Regions from separate parts of the Mus musculus genome. Here region 1 is linked to region 2. Evidence: chromatin contacts called from public targeted proximity ligation data. All regions are on one chromosome and are shown on one strand. The core of a region is the stretch at or near the end of the contact, and the rest is flanking DNA. Distances in the headings are between cores, read along the strand shown.

What was found.
Region 1: a targeted proximity ligation map of embryonic stem cells shows a contact between it and region 2, with 4 times the contacts expected there. A contact is called at or near these places in 1 of 484 Hi-C or Micro-C datasets (olfactory sensory neurons), 3 of 130 datasets of targeted methods (astrocytes and embryonic stem cells) and 1 of 9 other capture datasets (embryonic stem cells).

Annotation. Positions count from the first base shown.
Region 1 is chr19:23,954,958-23,958,822 of GRCm38.p6, reverse strand. No RefSeq gene overlaps it. Among named protein-coding and RNA genes, the nearest start is that of Gm34076, 39 kb to the right of the region's middle.
Region 2 is chr19:23,466,099-23,470,323 of GRCm38.p6, reverse strand. No RefSeq gene overlaps it. Among named protein-coding and RNA genes, the nearest start is that of Mamdc2, 20 kb to the right of the region's middle.

The DNA of each region.
Region 1 (3,865 bases), core at 768-3,267, 490 kb before region 2:
TGGAAACATAAAATGTTTACCACTTTAACCACTGGAAATTTAAAGTTGAGTGAAATACATTAAACATAATTTGCATTGCTGCATGTTGAACTTCATTCAGGACCTCCCATGGGCAAGATCAGTCTGCCGCTGAGCTGACTACCTGGCCCGAGCTGCTGTGTGTGCGTGTGCTTGTATGTGTTCCAGTGTTAAATGTATGGGTGGGCATGCACACATGGAGACGTGTGGAGGCCAGGGGTCGTATCAGCAAGTGTTCCCCTCAATTACTCTGCAGCTTATTTTTTGAGACAGGGCTCCTCAATGACCCTAGAGCTCATAGATTCAGCTAGACTGCTAGCCAACAAGCCCGAGGGATCCTCTCTCTTCACATCCCCAATGCTGGAAATAGACTTTTTACCTAGTGCCAGGGACAGAACCCAGGTCCATTATGCTTATGTGGCAAGCACCTTATTGGCTAAGTCTTCTCCCTCAGCCACCTTAGTTGTTTTTAAGTGAGAGGTTTAGTAACCAATGTAAAATACACAATTAACCCTCAGGGCTCACACAGTCTGCAGAGTCTTTAAAGAAGGGATCACTTCGTATCAGGGGACCGAAACCCTAGGAGTGCATTTGCATTCAACATTGGAGGAAGGTTATGTTTTCTGCGTGCCTTAACGTCTTGTTCATTAACAAAATTAACCAACCACTTTGCTTCCTATAGGTGATGTGTTTATAAAAAAAAGATAAAGAGAAGGGGGATTTGTTCTATGGGGGGGTGGTGGTGAGGTATGGGGCAAGCAGGGTGTCTCAACGGGCTCATGCCAAGGCATCCCTTCCCCCTGGGGGACCAGTCACAGGACAGTAGAGTATAGTATAGAATAGAGTTTATTCAGGGCGTGGGAAGGAGAGTTAAGAGGGCAGCAGAGGCAGAGAGCAAGAGTAGAGGAGTAGAGGGCCCCCATGAGCACGTGGAGAGAGGGGGGAGGGGGAGGGGACAGAGGAGGGAGCAAGAAGGCAAGAGACAAAGAGGGCAAGAGACCAAGAGAGGGAGGAGTGGGGCAAGCAGCCCCTTTGATAGTGGGTCAGGCCCACTTGACTGTTGCCAGGTAACTGTGGGGAGGCGCATACCTGGCTATTGCCAGTTAACTGTGGGGTGGAGTTTAGACAGAATGCTAATAATAGGTCCTCCTGCGCTAACAGTTTTTTGACGTCCCTTTCAGCTGCAAACATTGTTAGTACTAGACACACAGGCCTCACAAGATGAACGCGCTCAATGAGGTCAAGTGACCGAAGAGCAGATAAAGTAGGACTTTTAGAAGAGTAAACCTGGACACTATGCCCCTCCTTAGATTTGGGAACAAAACACCCATGGAAGGAGTTACAGAGACGGAGTTTGGAGCTGAGATGAAAGGATGGACCATGTAGAGACTGCCATAGCCAGGGATCCACCCCATAATCAGCATCCAAACGCTGACACCATTGCATACACTAGCAAGATTTTATTGAAAGGACGCAGATGTAGCTGTCTCTTGTGAGACTATGCCGGGGCCCAGCAAACACAGAAGTGGATGCTCACAGTCAGCTAATGGATGGATCATAGGGCTCCCAATGGAGGAGCTAGAGAAAGTAGCCAAGGAGCTAAAGGGATCTGCAACCCTATAGGTGGAACAACATTATGAGCTAACCAGTACCCCGGAGCTCTTGACTCTAGCTGCATATATATCAAAAGATGGCCTAGTCGGCCATCACTGGAAAGAGAGGCCCATTGGACTTGCAAACTTTATATGCCCCAGTACAGGGGAATACCAGGGCCAAAAAGGGGGAGTGGGTGGGCAGGGGAGTGGGGGTGGGTGGATATGGGGGACTTTTGGTATAGCATTGGAAATGTAAATGAGTTAAATACCTAATAAAAAATGGAAAAAAAAAAAAAAAAAGAGTAAACCTAGCGATTCTGCAAGCCTCGCGGTGGCTTGGGGGCAGTGCTGGGTGAAGGGGTGGAGCTTCCCAGGGGCGGGACTTGATGCGGGGCGGGGCTTGCCCAACTAAAGCTAGCGGCTCAGAACAGGCTCATTCAGGTTCCCTCTGGTGAGCCTCCAGTTGTGGAGCCTTGTCTTTTGAGCAAATACAGAGATCAGGAAGGTAGCTCCTGCTTCTCTCCCTGTCGGGTAAGGAAACCGAAGTATCTCCTTTGTCTTTAAGACCCCACTAAAGAACGTGGTGCTACCCAGCTTAGGTGGCCCCTTTCCCTAGCGATGAGGGTGAGTGTTGTGGAGGATAGCTCAGCTGGCAGCGAGGAAGAGAGAGGGCCAATGCGAGGCTGGGCCTCTTGGTGAGGAGGGTGCAGCCCGGGCCATGGAGATTCTCTTTGTAGGATTAGCCTGCCAGGGCCTCTGTGTGTGTGTGTGTGTGTGTGTGTGTGTGTGTGTGTGTGTATCTCATGCAACTCCGGTCAATAGCATAGGTAGGCCAGGTGAGCCAGGAAGAGTGGTCTGTGACCTTTACAAGAGAACGAACTTGTGTCATCTCACACGAGGGAGAGAGGGGGATGAGGGGGGAAAGAAGACTAGCAGGAAGCAGATTCCTGTTGTAGCTCTCATCCTTATCTCAGTTCTCAGACGGAGGAGCGCCTGTGTTGTTTCTTCAGAGGTGACTGGGTAGAGTGTTTTTAACACTGGTGACGGGCAGGGGGAGGATCCAGCATAGGCAGGGCCACTGGGGCAGTAACTGATTTCTTAAACCTTAGGGTCTTGGGCTATAAAGGAGAAGCGGCCTTTGCCTCCTGCAGGTGTTGTAGAGATTAAACTATCTATAGCACTTTGATAGGGATCTGGCCCAGATGCCTTGGCCTAGAACCAGCTGAGACTCATCGTTTGTACGTGTTAAATCTATCTCTCCACTCGACCTAGCAGGCTGCGATGGGGCACTCTGCTCTATGTGATGGGAGAAGAGGCTCTGCCAGGGTTTAGATTTAGTCGACCCCCAAAGTGGAAGTAAGGAAGCTTTGGGCTGGTATTGCGGGCCTCCGGTATGGCTGGGTGGAGGAGGAGACTAAAGAGCCACAGCGGAGTGAAGGTGATCTGGCCAGGGCACACCTACCTCCAGGAGGGGACAGTCTTGGAGGAATGCGATTGGCTGTTGAGTTACTTCCTTCTAGAGCAGGTGGTTAAAAAGCGAGGACACCCATGGGCTTGGCCGCTTCTGCAGGCCACTGGCTCGCTTTCTGCTTTTCCACAGGGGCCTCTGGACAGGACAGTGGTATGAGGCTGCTCGGATCTTCTAGAATTGTGAGTCAAGTGATTTTCTTTTGAAGTGATTGTCCATCTTTGTTCTCATAATTTAAAAAATGACATTAATATATTATTATTATTATTATTATTATTATTATTATTATTATTAACTGAAATTCTCAGAAAAAAAGACTCTACCAGGCTGACTGACTGATTACAACTTTGTGTTTGTGGAGAGCTGAGATGTTAACAGAGCCCAGATCAAACTATGTTGGGGTTCTTTTTAGCTTTCCTTACTAGCAATCTATGGCACCCATCTCTGTGTCTGGCCTAGATCCTTGGGACTGTCCCATGAACCCTTTTAGGATTTAACACATCACCGCTTTCTACCAATGCTAAGGAACGCGTCAGATTCCGCCCATGCATTTGAAAAGTGCGTGGATCTATAGTTCTCATTTGTTCTATAATTATGAAGACTCCATGAAACTGTTACCACATTGATCCTGGCATTTGATAGCTGCATTCCTAGGTTATGATAGCTCACATCTGGTTCTAAAGCAGTGATTCTCAACTTTCCTAAGGCTGTGACCCTTTAATAAACATAAAATTATCTTTATTGCTACCTCATAACTGTAATTTTGCAACTGTTGTGAATATAA
Region 2 (4,225 bases), core at 1,379-3,878:
CAATTTTCTCTATCCCACCCCTGGCGCCAATATTCTATTTTATAGATTCCTGGGATACATGGCAGTCTAGTTTTTATAGTGGTACAGTATAATAAACAACAGAGGGTGGCAGCAAAATTCTGAAGGCAAGATGGAAGAGATTGGCATGGTTAAAGAGGCCCCAGTAATGGAACCAGAAAACCTGCCAGGTGCTTAATATGGCCATGGCCTTATTTGTTCAGGCAAGAACATTTTCATCTGAAACCAACAGTCCTAAAGGAGGTGGAGAGAGAATATGGACTTCATGCACATTTTGCAAATAAAACTGGATTCATAGGCATTAGGGGAGTTAAGATATATATATATATATATATATATATATATATATATGTTGGAGAACAGCTATTTAACCCACTGCAGTAAACAAGCTAAGAATTGGATCCAGGCTCTTTTCCATTCTCCATTTTCCATTTCCAGCGTGCTTTGTACTCCTCTGTGCTCTTCTTGTGCACTGCTCTTCCAGTGTTAAGGACCACTGTTAGTATCAGGAAACCCGAAACCCGTATATCAGGACTTCTGAAACCTGTGACATCACACAGGCGTGACCCACACACCTGTTGCCAAGGCAACAGTTACCATATTCCCAGAATACACTTGGCTCACCTCCCACCTTTACCTGTGACTATGTCAGCATCCATATATAAAGAAAGCTGCCCTTCCATCTCTCTCTCTCTCTCAATAAACCTCATGTGGAATGGTTTTGCCTGGTGTGGTCCTTCTGAAGCCAATGATCAAGATCATAACAACTACACCATGGTTTCCGCTTACTTGAGGTTCATATTGTTCTCTGTGTTTGTATTTTATGCCAGGGGACAGCATGGGTACTTGGGAGAAATCACTGAATTCTACTTTGTTCTCGCTTGGCTTCTAAGGGGATACCCTGCCTTATTTCTAAGTAGTCAATCATCAAAGCTTATGGCTACTATTTAGTGCTTATTATCTAGTGTGCATTAGGCTGATACTAATCATTTCCCATGCCTTATCTTGTTTAACTCTAGGACAGAGTAGTCAGTGTCAGTTCGTGTTTACAGAGGACAGTGAGGTTCTTAGAGGTCAGTGAATTTGTTTGAAGTCCCAAAGCTGAGACTTGATGTAGCTGAGATTTGAATCCATGTAATTTGACTTCAAATATAATGCTCTTCAAACTGTAGTTAGTAATTCTACCACTACGGTACTGGTGCAGAGTGAGCCCCTGATGCAGAGTAAGTATTCTGCCACCAAGCCAGGCTGGTCTGGGATCAGTAAGGCTTAACAAAGAAAAACTTGTTAATCATGGAATTGACCATGAGTTTTTAATAGGAACAGACTGGGCATCCAGACAGCTTTTTGTTTTCCTTCAATTCGTTTTTGAATTGACTGTTAAAAGATTTTTAGAACTGTTGAAGGAAAGTACTTGGAACTTGAGATCAGATTTTAGGAAAATGGGAGATTTCTTTTCTACCGTTATCCCCCGGGGTTTGGAGTTTCCTTGTGCTCAGAATGGCTACTTTGACTTTGTCACCGCATTATAATGGATGTTTGCTCTTAAAATACAGCATTTTTTCCCTCACACTACAATGGCAAATTTTGTTTTGCCTATTTATCAATGTAAAACAAATTCCCTTCAACAGGGTAACGTAATAAGGGTCCATGTAACTCCAAGGAAGGATTTAGTGAGACCCAGTCAACACCATAATTCTTCCCCTCTGATTAACATTTTAGCTGAAGGAAGAACAATAAATCATTAATATAACCCCTAAAGTCTAAACAAAAACTTATTGCTTTAGAATATATTAATTTATTTTTAATGCTCATGTCCATTTTAGAAGAATGGCTTAGTGACAATATTTTAACTACTTAAAATGATAACGACCACTCTACCAATCCGTCATCTGAAGTCAAATGCTGAACTCAGCTACAATTGCTCATTGTATTCTCTGCTGTAATGAAATTCCTTAACAATGGCATATTTATAGCTTAAATGGAAAAGGTCACCTTCTTTTGTATATTGTCCTCCTTTAATTAACTCTGGGGTCTTTGAAAGCAATTTAGGCCTGAAAGTCTTGACGGATTTATCATTTTTTTCCTCTTAAAGTAAAACAAATGCCACTTATATGTAAAGGATTAGGCTACCTTCTTCAACTTCAGAGTGGCCTTTGAATGTCATGCATTTGAGAGATTCTTGGAAAAGGATGCCTGAATTCAGTCTGGCAGCTTAATTGCATGAGAATGAACAAGATTAGGAAACAAAAACAACAGTTCTGGCAAGAAAGAAAGACTGGCCCTCTTGCCCATTTGCAGAGTTACTTCCCCTCCTCTGTATTCAATACCAACAGGTCACCAAGACAACAGGAGGCAGGAGGCACTGGGTGGAGTAGCACAACCATTGGGAACCAGTGTGTTTCAGTTTTTGAAAGCCATAACAAGGACTATGCCACCTGTTATACACAAAGTTTCATTTCATTATTTGGACTAATGCTTGTGCACAAAAGTGGATATTTGATGATACTTGCTGACTATGTTGTTTTACAGACTCTCTAGAAATTTGAAAGGAAAGTTGTCTGCTCTTGACTTCCACATTCAACAGACTGAGTCAATAGTCAGTGAATTTAATGGACTTAATGCGTCCCGAACACTTGGTGGTAAGGCTACTGTGATGTTTTCACTGTAGAGCTAGGAAAACCAAACAATCACAAGCTGAAGAGATTTGTTCCAGGTCAATGGGAGATTGGGGGGGGGGGGGCGGGGGGCACGTCAAAATACCCTGTGCTCATTTGCCATTTGGTTACTCTCTCCTTCATTCATGGTTCCATTGCCAATGTCTTTTTCTCTAAAGAAGAAGAAAACGATCCTGAAACCCTTTCTCCAAATACAGCATGCTTTTGATAGTTTCTCTATCCACAAATCTATTCTACTATTCTTGATTCCAGGGAGGATAAATTCCTAGGGGTTCAAATCCAAGCATTTCTATTACTACTGCTGAGTCTCACATAGACTACCAGTGACAGCCAGCTCACGGGATTCTCCTCTTATGTAAGTTGGGGGAGGGAGGGAAAGTGAGGCAGAGATGAGGAGATGGGGAAGTGGTATTGAATCCACCCTGCTACTGCTCAGTAGCTCCTGGAAGAATGGCAAGCCCGAATGGGTTTCAGTTCTCTTTCAGATCTACAGCATTTCACATCCTCATAGCCACTGAGTGTGACTTTGAATGCTATCCAAAGGCTCTTCTACTATTTCTGTCAATTTAACCTGTGTGTCTATGCACACATGGATAAGGCCATCTTATAGTTTGAGAACAGGTCTCTCACTGAACTCAAACTCATCCTGTCTCTGTCCAACCCTGTACGGGAATCAGAGGTGAATGCTGTTACCCCACCCCCACGCCCCTCCCCGTGTGTGTGTGTGTGTGTGTTATGGTGGGCTGGGGATTCAATTCAGGGCCTTGGGCTTACATGGCAAGCACTTTACAGACTGTTCCATTTCCCCCTAAACCTTCATCAAGGCCCATTAGATCTTCAGTATGACTATTGGAAATTGAGAGAAACTACAGTAAGCCAATGTCACAATGCAAGCCTTTAAAGGGGTCAGAAAATATAGATTCCATACCAAGGACCAACAGATTGTCAGTAAAATCTGGTCAATTTTAATAGAGGCTAGAATACATTAAAGTAAGTATGTCCATATTATAAGATTTGGAAACACATCTCTGGAGGAGTCTGTAAGGACATTTCCAGAGAGGTTTGACTGAAGTTGGAGAACCCACCCTGAATGTTCATGGTACATGATTCCATAGGCTAAGGTCCCACTGTGAATTAAAAGAATGTAAGTGTTCATCTTTGTTTCCTAACAACAGGTGCAATGTAACTAAGCTATACCTTCTCTGCCACGATAGACCATTTCCCTTCTTAAACCCTGAGTTCAAAGAAACCCTTTCTTCCTTAAGTTGCTGCCTTTGGGTATTTTAACAGAGAGAGAGAGACAGAGAGAGAGAGAGAGAGAGAGAGAGGAAGGGAGGAGGGGGGAAGAAGCAGGCAGGGTGTAACTGATGTGGAGTTCTCTCCAACTGTGAACATGTGTACATTATTTTAACTCATATTTTAACTGTCATAATGTAGCTTTATTTAGCTCAGTCATTATCAACATTTATAGTTATAGGTCTGGTTTGGTTTTTTGAGTTTGATTTTGGGGTGAGTAATTTGCCTTGAAG